Linked DNA regions of Mus musculus: regions 2 and 3 are each linked to region 1. The links are chromatin contacts, called in public HiChIP or PLAC-seq and promoter capture Hi-C maps. All regions are on one chromosome and are shown on one strand. The core of a region is the stretch at or near the end of the contact, and the rest is flanking DNA. Distances in the headings are between cores, read along the strand shown.

Region 1 (2,700 bases), core at 27-2,526:
ACAGGACATACCTGGTTAGCATCCTGGGAATCAGAAGAGGCCTTACTGCCACTATCACGCATAAAATAATTCTCCACGATGTCTTTGGAGTAGCACTGCTGTTTGCACACTGGACAATCCACCACTGCCAAGATAAAAATGGGAATGCATGCACACCCTCTGATTTCTTGACATCTCCCATCACATTCTGCACCTCGGTGTCCAGACCTGGTAACGGGCATTGGCAGAGGCCAGGACCCGTTCCCCGCCCCCTCTTAAACCAGCAGGCCTACTTAACCCTACCCGGGCCCCCATACTCTCGCACAGGCGCAGTCCCGAGCACGGGCTGCGAGGAGGGGGAGGGGCACCTGGCCACCCAGTACTCACTAGCGCCGTCGCCCGCCGAGCCGCCATCCCCCGAATTATTCGCTGCGGCGGGTGTAGCGGGGCCCAGGCAGGCACTGCAGGCCGAATGTAGACAGGGCAGCAGCCGAGGATCCCGCTCGGGCCGCAGGCGCTCGCGACACACGCCGCAGTGCTCCAGAAGCTCCTGCGCCTCGCCACCGCCCCCCGCAGGGGACGACGCGGCTGCAGAGGCCGCCGCGGCTGAGGAAGCAGCCGGACGCTTCTCACCGCCCGCCGAGCCCTCGCCCGACCCTGGGCTACCAGAGGCCGCCGAGGCGGCCGTCGCGGCCGAGGCCGCTGCAGTCGCTGCCGCCGAGGCCGCCATTCACACGCCGCCGGGGGGGTGGGGGGGCCGCCCAGGGGAGGAGGGGCACGGAGCCCGCTGCGCAGGCGCAAGTGCGCTCGCCGCCAACGGCCAGGCAGCCGCCGATGCCGCGAGGCCGAGCGCCGCCACGCGTCTCCTGGGCCGACGCCCGCCGCGCCCCAGGCGCTGTCGAGATGCGGCCAAGCCGCTGGCTGCGGGCCTCTGTACAGACGACGGCGCCGCCACCAGCGCCGCCTCCTCCCTCGCTTCTGAGACACTCGCGCCGCAAGACTTGCGAACAACCGCCTGACCGCGCGCCGCTCGCAGAAAGAGCCGCGGCCTGGAGGCGGGACAGAAATATCTGGCGCCGACGACGCCGCGCACGCGCGTTGGGCACCGCAGCCTGGGGGCGGGGCGCAGATTACGCACGCGCCAGGGCCCTCCCTTCCACTCGCTGCCGCCCCTCTAGATCCAGAGTAGCAATGCTGCTGGTGAGGAATTCACCCGCAGAGTGCGTGCTTGACGTCTCCCATGCCCACCGCACGGTGCACCCAGGCTGGCAACCCGCGTGCTTGAGCGCGCAGGTCCTGCAGAGCCGAACCTTAGGCCCCGCCTCCTCAGCAGGCGTGGCGACGTCTGCAGCGGCAGCCTGGCCTATAGTCGGGGAAGAGGGGCGGGACAATACAGGGTGGGCGGGGCCACGGCAGAGCAAAGCGCCGGAGCCCAGGTGGAGGGGGTGAGGGGGTCTTTGCCAGGAAGTTCCCGCCGAACGTGGAGGCGGTCTTAACCCAAACTTTCTTATTGTTAAACTCGGGAAGCAGAAAGTTGTCCAAGTCAAACCGCAGATCACAGAGAGATACTGCGAAGCCATTCTGTAAAACTCTGCCCAGTCCTTCGAAAGCCCCTTCTGTGTTAGTCCTCTGCTATACTGATTTTAGTGTGATTTCTTTTTTCTTTTTTTTTGTGTGTGTGTTAGGAGAACTGAACATTTAACGCTAAGGAATTAAAGTTGGATCTGATTGATAAATCTTATCTGAGGGAGAAATAAGACCTGGGGAGGAATCTTGACTGAGGAGCTGGACCTAGGTTGAAGAATCTGATCTAAGGTAGAGGATAGCAGGATCAAGTGCGGCTAAGCGTTTCATCTCAGAAGCAGGATCAATGTGAAAAGGCAACCTGTCCCCCTTCCCAAACACTGCCGTGCTGAGAGTGGATGCCTCTGCAGCCTTGCAGTGCACTGGCAATCCGTTCGCCAGTCTGGATCTGGGCTACAGTGAGTTGTTGCCCGCAAGCAGTTCCAAGGCTCTCAACGGCAAGAGGCTACCCCTTCCGCGCGGAACCAGGTGTTCACCCACGTGGCAGCGGAGAGACGAGGAGTATCCCGCCACTGTCCCGGGTGTGGCCTTTGTTCCCAATCAGGCTGGGGGCCCAAGGCTTTGCCCCGCCCCAGCCTTTGTTCCTTCCTCGGCAGTTCAGCGCTCACCCTTCGGCGGGCCACGCCCCCACCAGACCCAGCCTCTGGACTCTCACTTCCTACCTCAAGAAAGGAGGGTATGATCTGGAAGCTGGCAAAGCAAGCACGGGGTTGGGGGGCGGGGGGAGTGCGGGCTCCCCGTAGAAATATTTGCGGAGTATTTTCACGGACTGCTGGGACTGGACTCACCAGGATAGGGTGCCTGTGAACCACGCCTACCTCAACCCCGGGAGCAGACTTTAGGGTACCAGAGACACAAGGGCAAAGTAAATAAGTGATGGGGCCTGGGAATTTGAATGGGTGGCAGACCGCTTGCTTGCCTAGGCTGTACGAAGCTGTATCCCCACCACACCAGAACCACGGCAAGGGGTGGGAAAGAGCGGTGATGGAGGCCTGTGAGACGGCTCAGGAACACTTGCCACCAAGCCTGACCACATGAGTTTAATCACCAAGACCCCAAAGTACAAGGAAAGAACCAACTCCCTCAGATTGTCCTGACTTCATGCTCAGTCTGAGGCACGTGTGCGCATTCACTACA
Region 2 (2,700 bases), core at 119-2,618, 2.9 Mb before region 1:
GTGCTTACATCATGACCTACGGCAGCCAGATGTACCAGTAGATGTAAGGACCCACCTGCCACCCCAGCTCTCTCTCTCTGATCTCCACCACCAATGTTCCCTCTCCTTCTCTGTCCCCTCTCTCTGCCCTCATGATTCTGCCCCCCATCTGTCTGCCTGTCTATCTGTCCACTTGTCTGCCTCTGTCCCTTCACCAAGTCCCACAGTACTCTTGCGTTCCCCCCAATAAACCTTTACACTAGGTCTGTTTTATGGTGTAACTTCTCAGGGGTACACCTTGGCCAGGCCCTCCAAAAATACTCCCTTGCCACATTATATTTCATAACGGCGTGTAAGCATATATGCCACCACAGCATACCTTGTGAAGGTCAAGAACAAACAGCTTGCAGGTATTGGCTTTTTCCAACATATGGGTTATGAGGATTAATCTGAGGCTTGGCAGCAACAGCCTTTCTCTACTGAGGTATCTTGGCAGCCCCACACCCAGCATCTTCTTTAATAAAAAGAGTTAAAGAAAATTTGACTGGACTCCGTCCCTTGGCAGTTACTATTTGGGAAGGAGGGGTGTCCTTCAATGGCATACACACTGGTCAGTTGCCTCTGATCTAGTAACTAACTCTTCACTCATTGCTGGTACAAAAAATCCTAGTAAATCCAGTACGTCACAAAACTACAAAGACACAAGGGAGGAGGGCATTTGGGGGAAAGAAGGGTAGTTCAGTAGGAGTGAGAAGGCAAAGGGAAGCAAAAATGGCAAGGCACGTATGAAACTGGTCTACAGAGTGAGTTCCAGGACAGCCAGGGTTATACAGAGAAACCCTCTCCCGAAAAACCAAACCAAGAAAGCAAGCAAGCAAGCAAGCAAACAAAAAACTTGTATAACTAACAAAATGGTTTGAGTAAAATTTTATGATACCGGGTAAGGTAAATTACTCAGAGTGAGAACCAAGAATCCACATAGCCTACTCCCTACCAACCCGAAATTGCAGGTCGAATCTCTGAATTCGAGGTCAGCCTGGTCTACAGAGTGAGTTAACAGACAGCTAGGCTACACAAAGAAACCCTGCCTTTTGTTGTTGTTGTTTTGTTTTTTCAAGACAGGGTTTCTCTGTGTAGCCCTGGCTGTCCTGGAACTCAGTCTGTAGACCAGGCTGGCCTCGAACTCAGAAATCCACCTGCCTCTGCCTCCCGAGTGCTGGGATTAAAGGCGTGCGTCACCACGCCCGGCTCGAACATTTTTAAAATAAGAAGAGACTGAACGTGATGATTTATCCTTTTGCCAAGACGTAAAACTCTCTATGTAAAAACTACGCTTTATCAAGATGGTCGCAAACAGGAAGTGCGTCATATTACGTCACTCGAGACGCGCACGTTCCAAACCGGATATCGGAGTTAGAGCGACTAAGCTCTTCCTTTAAGAAGATGGCTGCGGGTGGTAACAGGGACGGTGAGAAGCGCGGCTCGAGAAGCCAGGCGGACTCTGGCTTCCTGGGGCTGCGGCCGACCTCGGTGGATCCCGCTCTGAGGCGGCGGCGGCGGGGCCCCAGAAACAAGAAGCGCGGCTGGAGGAGGCTCGCCGAGGAGCCGCTGGGGTTAGAGGTCGACCAGTTCCTGGAAGACGTCCGGCTACAGGAGCGCACGACCGGGTACGTGGGGCGGGACTTCCGGTGGCGTGGCCGTGCGCTTTGCGACCTGGTGCTAGACGGACCGGGCATCCCGGCTCGGTGTGGGAGACCTATCAATAGTATCTTTAACAAATAAGCGTGCGAAAATCCCAACAAAGTTTAAGTTTTCCCCTAGTTTTTTTTAAAATTTGAAACAGGGCCTCACTATGTAGGACGACCTGGCACTCGGTATGTAGACAAGCCTGGCTCCGAACTCAAGTTTCCTCTGCCGCCGGAGTGCTGGCATTAAAACCTTTTGCTACAGAGTTTGAATTTCAAGTGAAAGAGAATAAAGTACGTTCACCCCATCGTGGTACATTTTAAATTCTGTGTGAAAGCTCCAGGTGTAGCCCATGGTTTGAGGAAGAGTTGGGATGGGCCCAAAAAGTTAGACCCCTAAGGGTCTGTTATCTTTCCAGCATTACTTTGGCAAATAGTCTGCATTTTTATCCTTCAGTGGCTTGTTGGCAGAGGCCCCAAACGAAAAGCTCTTCTTCGTGGACACAGGATTCAAGAGAAAAGGTGAGGAGTGCTCTTATGAAGTTGTGTGCTGGTGGTTCTCTGAGTCTTGCACCCGTGAGATCTGCATTGATGACATAATTTAAAGCAAAGCACACACACACACTCTCTCTCTCTTTCTCTCTCTCTCATTTTGGAAACAGTCTTGATCACAAGTTTGGAGGGGAGGGGGGATCGAGACAGGGTTTCTCTGTGTATCCCTGGCTGTCCTGGAACTCACTCTGTAGACCAGGCTGGCCTTGAACTCAGAAATCCACCTGTCCCTGCCTCCCCGAGTCAGTGCTGGGTGTGGTTCATCACCACAGTCTTACCATGTATACCATATTGGCCTCAAACTTAGATCTGCTTGCCTCTGCCTCCTGAGTGCTGGAAATAAAGGTATGCTTTACCACTGGAGACTAGAAGGGGCAGTCTTTAGTATAAAGAATTACTTTGAATGGCTTTGAAACAAGCTTGAGATGATTAAGAAAGGTGACCTGTTGTTCATTTTTGTTTGGTTTTATTGAGCTGTATCATT
Region 3 (2,700 bases), core at 108-2,607, 3.0 Mb before region 1:
TCTTGCTATGTAGGTCCAGGCTGGCCTCAAACTCACCATCCTCCTGCCTCTGCATTCTAGGAGATGGGATCACAGGTGTGGGCCTGTCTGTGTGGCCAGACATTTTATTTTCTGATGAGTTCCTTATATGAAATGTCCCCTGGACACTTGTCAGCCATAGAGGCTATAGAGTGTCTGGCAGAGAGAGTCGATGTATGAGGTGAGCGCCATTAGTGACCTCAGTGAGGGGGCACTAGTATATCTGAGATAAGGTACCTTTGCCAGAAACCAAGGCCCTGCATTGAGTGGTTGATGGAGCAGTTGTGCCCACAGGCCTACGGGAACCTGACCCTTTATCCCCCAGGACACAGATGGCATGTTTCAGGGACTATTGTGGCTGCTTAATACAACACACCTGTTTCAAATAATAACTGGCCATAGGGCCAGAAGTTGTAGCACACACCATTAATCTCCATCCTTTGGAAGCAGAGGCAGGCCTTTATGAATTCCAGGTCAGCCAGGGCTACAAAGTGAGGGCATGTCCGTCCATTATCCCCTAGCCCTCCTCCCCACTTCCAGAAAAAGGATAGCCTCTAGAAGGCTGGTGGTGTTACAGCAGTGGAAAAGCAGCTGCCTGAAATTCCCCCATGTGAGGGACTGGGGGCGTGGCTCAGTGATAAAATAATCACTTAATTCAAACATAATTATCTGGGCTCATACCCTAGAACCAAGAATAATGATACAGAACCAGAACTGGGTATTTTATATTAAGCTGAAGTATCAGTAAGTGATTTGGTACAGTGTGTGCCGTGGTGTTACATATGTGTATGCACACCATAGACCTTGTTCTTCCAATAGTATGTAAGATTGCTTTGTGTGCCTTTAAACTTGTGGTTTTCTATCTTTCTTCCTCCTCTCTCTTTTTGTTACCCCTTTAAAAACTTAATAACGGGGGCCTGTTCTGGTGGGACACAGTACAGTCCTGGCATTGGGGGCTGAGGTGAGAGGAACTCAAGTTCACAGGCCAGCCTGAGTTACATGATGTGCTTTGTGGTAAGTAAACTAGTTAACAATAGTCCTTAGCTGTAATCCAGTTTAGCAGCAGTGGTTGTTTACTTCTTTTTAAGTTGTTTTAAAACATAATCTTATGTAGCCCAGGTTTACCTACAACTGTCCATCCTCTTGCCTCAGCCTCCCCAGTGTCAAGATTATAAAAAAAACGTGTTCCCTTGTCTTTCCAGACCTCCCGCTCTTTCCTGTCCTCACTCTCTTCCAGGCTCTTCCCTTCCTCCATCTCTCCCGTCCCTGTCCCTCCATGCATGTCTTTTGCCAGCTGATAACCTTCCTCACTCACAGCTTCTCTCCTTTCTTTCCACAGCTGGCCCCACAAAGGACATTATCAAAGTCCCCAGCCTGGGGCCCTGTGTAGACCTGGAGTGGCCACCGCACCCTTCCCTTCATGATTCGTTCATAGCACAGGTAACCAGGGAAGACCCTCAGTTCACTCTTGGAGGTGCAGTTGTTCCTCTGGGTACTTGTGGGGCCCACTGGCATCTGACTTGCAGAACCTGGTTTAGCGGCCTCCTTCAGTCCCTCCTCTCCAGCCTACATCCCCATGTACAGAGCTGTAGGAAGGGTGTCCCTCAAGCTTCACCTTTTCTTTCATATTCTATAATGAGACAATGTGAGTGTAGCTCAGTGGTAGAGCCCCTGCCTAGAATCCTCCAGTGAGGGGCTGGGGGCGTGGCTTAGTGGTAGAGCCCTGCCTAGAATCCTCCAGTGAGGGGCTGGGGGCGTGGCTTAGTGGTAGAGCCCTGCCTAGAATCCTCCAGTGAGGGGCTGGGGGCGTGGCTTAGTGGTAGAGCCCTGCCTAGAATCCTCCAGTGAGGGGCTGGGGGCGTGGCTTAGTGGTAGAGCCCTGCCTAGAATCCTCCAGTGAGGGGCTGGGGGCGTGGCTTAGTGGTAGAGCCCTGCCTAGAATCCTCCAGTGAGGGGCTGGGGGCGTGGCTTAGTGGTAGAGCCCTGCCTAGAATCCTCCAGTGAGGGGCTGGGGGCGTGGCTCAGTGGTAGAGCCCTGCCTAGAATCCTCCAGTGAGGGGCTGGGGGCGTGGCTCAGTGGTAGAGCCCTGCCTAGAATCCTCCAGTGAGGGGCTGGGGGCGTGGCTTAGTGGTAGAGCCCTGCCTAGAATCCTCCAGTGAGGGGCTGGGGGCGTGGCTTAGTGGTAGAGCCCTGCCTAGAATCCTCCAGTGAGGGGCTGGGGGCGTGGCTCAGTGGTAGAGCCCTGCCTAGAATCCTCCAGTGAGGGGCTGGGGGCGTGGCTTAGTGGTAGAGCCCTGCCTAGAATCCTCCAGTGAGGGGCTGGGGGCGTGGCTCTGGTGGAGCCCCTGCCTAGAATCTTGCTATGAGATGCTAGGGGTGTGGCACAGTTACAGAGCACCTACGAGGCCTGCAGCATCCACAATAATGAGAAAGAAAGGAAAGGCCAGGAAGATAGTTCAGTTGGTAAAGGAGTTAGTTCTCTCTGTCCTGAGCTATAAGTTTCCACAACTCAGGAACTGTGGTCCTCATTGTATCCAGTTCATGATATTGCAATGGAAAGACCAACATGAGGCCAGTGGATTGATGCACTGGAAGAAGGGAAAGATGAATGGATCTGTTTGCCTGGGCATTTCTAAAGTGCATAGGAGTTTAAAAAGACAGTGGAAACAGAGAGGCACTTA

The links. Promoter capture Hi-C pulls out the DNA fragments that hold promoters and counts their contacts. HiChIP or PLAC-seq counts read pairs in DNA pulled down with a chosen protein or histone mark.
Region 2: an H3K27ac HiChIP or PLAC-seq map of embryonic stem cells shows a contact between it and region 1, with 10 times the contacts expected there. The contact joins the promoter of Nop53 here to the promoter of Trim28 in region 1. A contact is called at or near these places in 11 of 39 promoter capture datasets (the C10 cell line, the HPC-7 cell line, cranial neural crest and 6 more), 6 of 484 Hi-C or Micro-C datasets (B cells, the Ba/F3 cell line, CD8 T cells and 1 more), 13 of 115 datasets of contacts at active chromatin or transcription factors (astrocytes, embryonic forebrain, embryonic hindbrain and 6 more) and 3 of 9 other capture datasets (adipose tissue, embryonic stem cells and liver).
Region 3: a promoter capture Hi-C map of embryonic stem cells shows a contact between it and region 1, with 7 times the contacts expected there. The contact joins the promoter of Bicra here to the promoter of Trim28 in region 1. A contact is called at or near these places in 3 of 39 promoter capture datasets (the HPC-7 cell line and embryonic stem cells), 2 of 115 datasets of contacts at active chromatin or transcription factors (epiblast stem cells and large pre-B cells) and 2 of 9 other capture datasets (adipose tissue and liver).

The regions. Positions count from the first base shown.
Region 1 is chr7:13,022,728-13,025,427 of GRCm38.p6, reverse strand. Trim28 (tripartite motif-containing 28) reads right to left here and starts at 1,276. Exons shown (of 17, transcript NM_011588.3): 1 at 367-1,276; 2 at 12-124. The coding sequence starts at 709. It overlaps Gm31649, which reads left to right and starts at 839. Exons shown (of 1, transcript XM_006540453.4): 1 at 839-1,720. The coding sequence starts at 883. The coding sequence ends at 1,428.
Region 2 is chr7:15,944,776-15,947,475 of GRCm38.p6, reverse strand. It overlaps Nop53 (NOP53 ribosome biogenesis factor), which reads left to right and starts at 1,368. Exons shown (of 13, transcript NM_133831.3): 1 at 1,368-1,646; 2 at 2,122-2,186. The coding sequence starts at 1,423. It overlaps Gm24576 (a long non-coding RNA gene), which reads right to left and starts at 1,383. Exons shown (of 2, transcript XR_391165.4): 1 at 1,176-1,383; 2 at 1-1,015. It also overlaps a transcript of Ehd2 not described here.
Region 3 is chr7:15,998,152-16,000,851 of GRCm38.p6, reverse strand. Bicra (BRD4 interacting chromatin remodeling complex associated protein) reads left to right here and starts at 1,357. Exons shown (of 14, transcript NM_001081418.1): 1 at 1,357-1,458.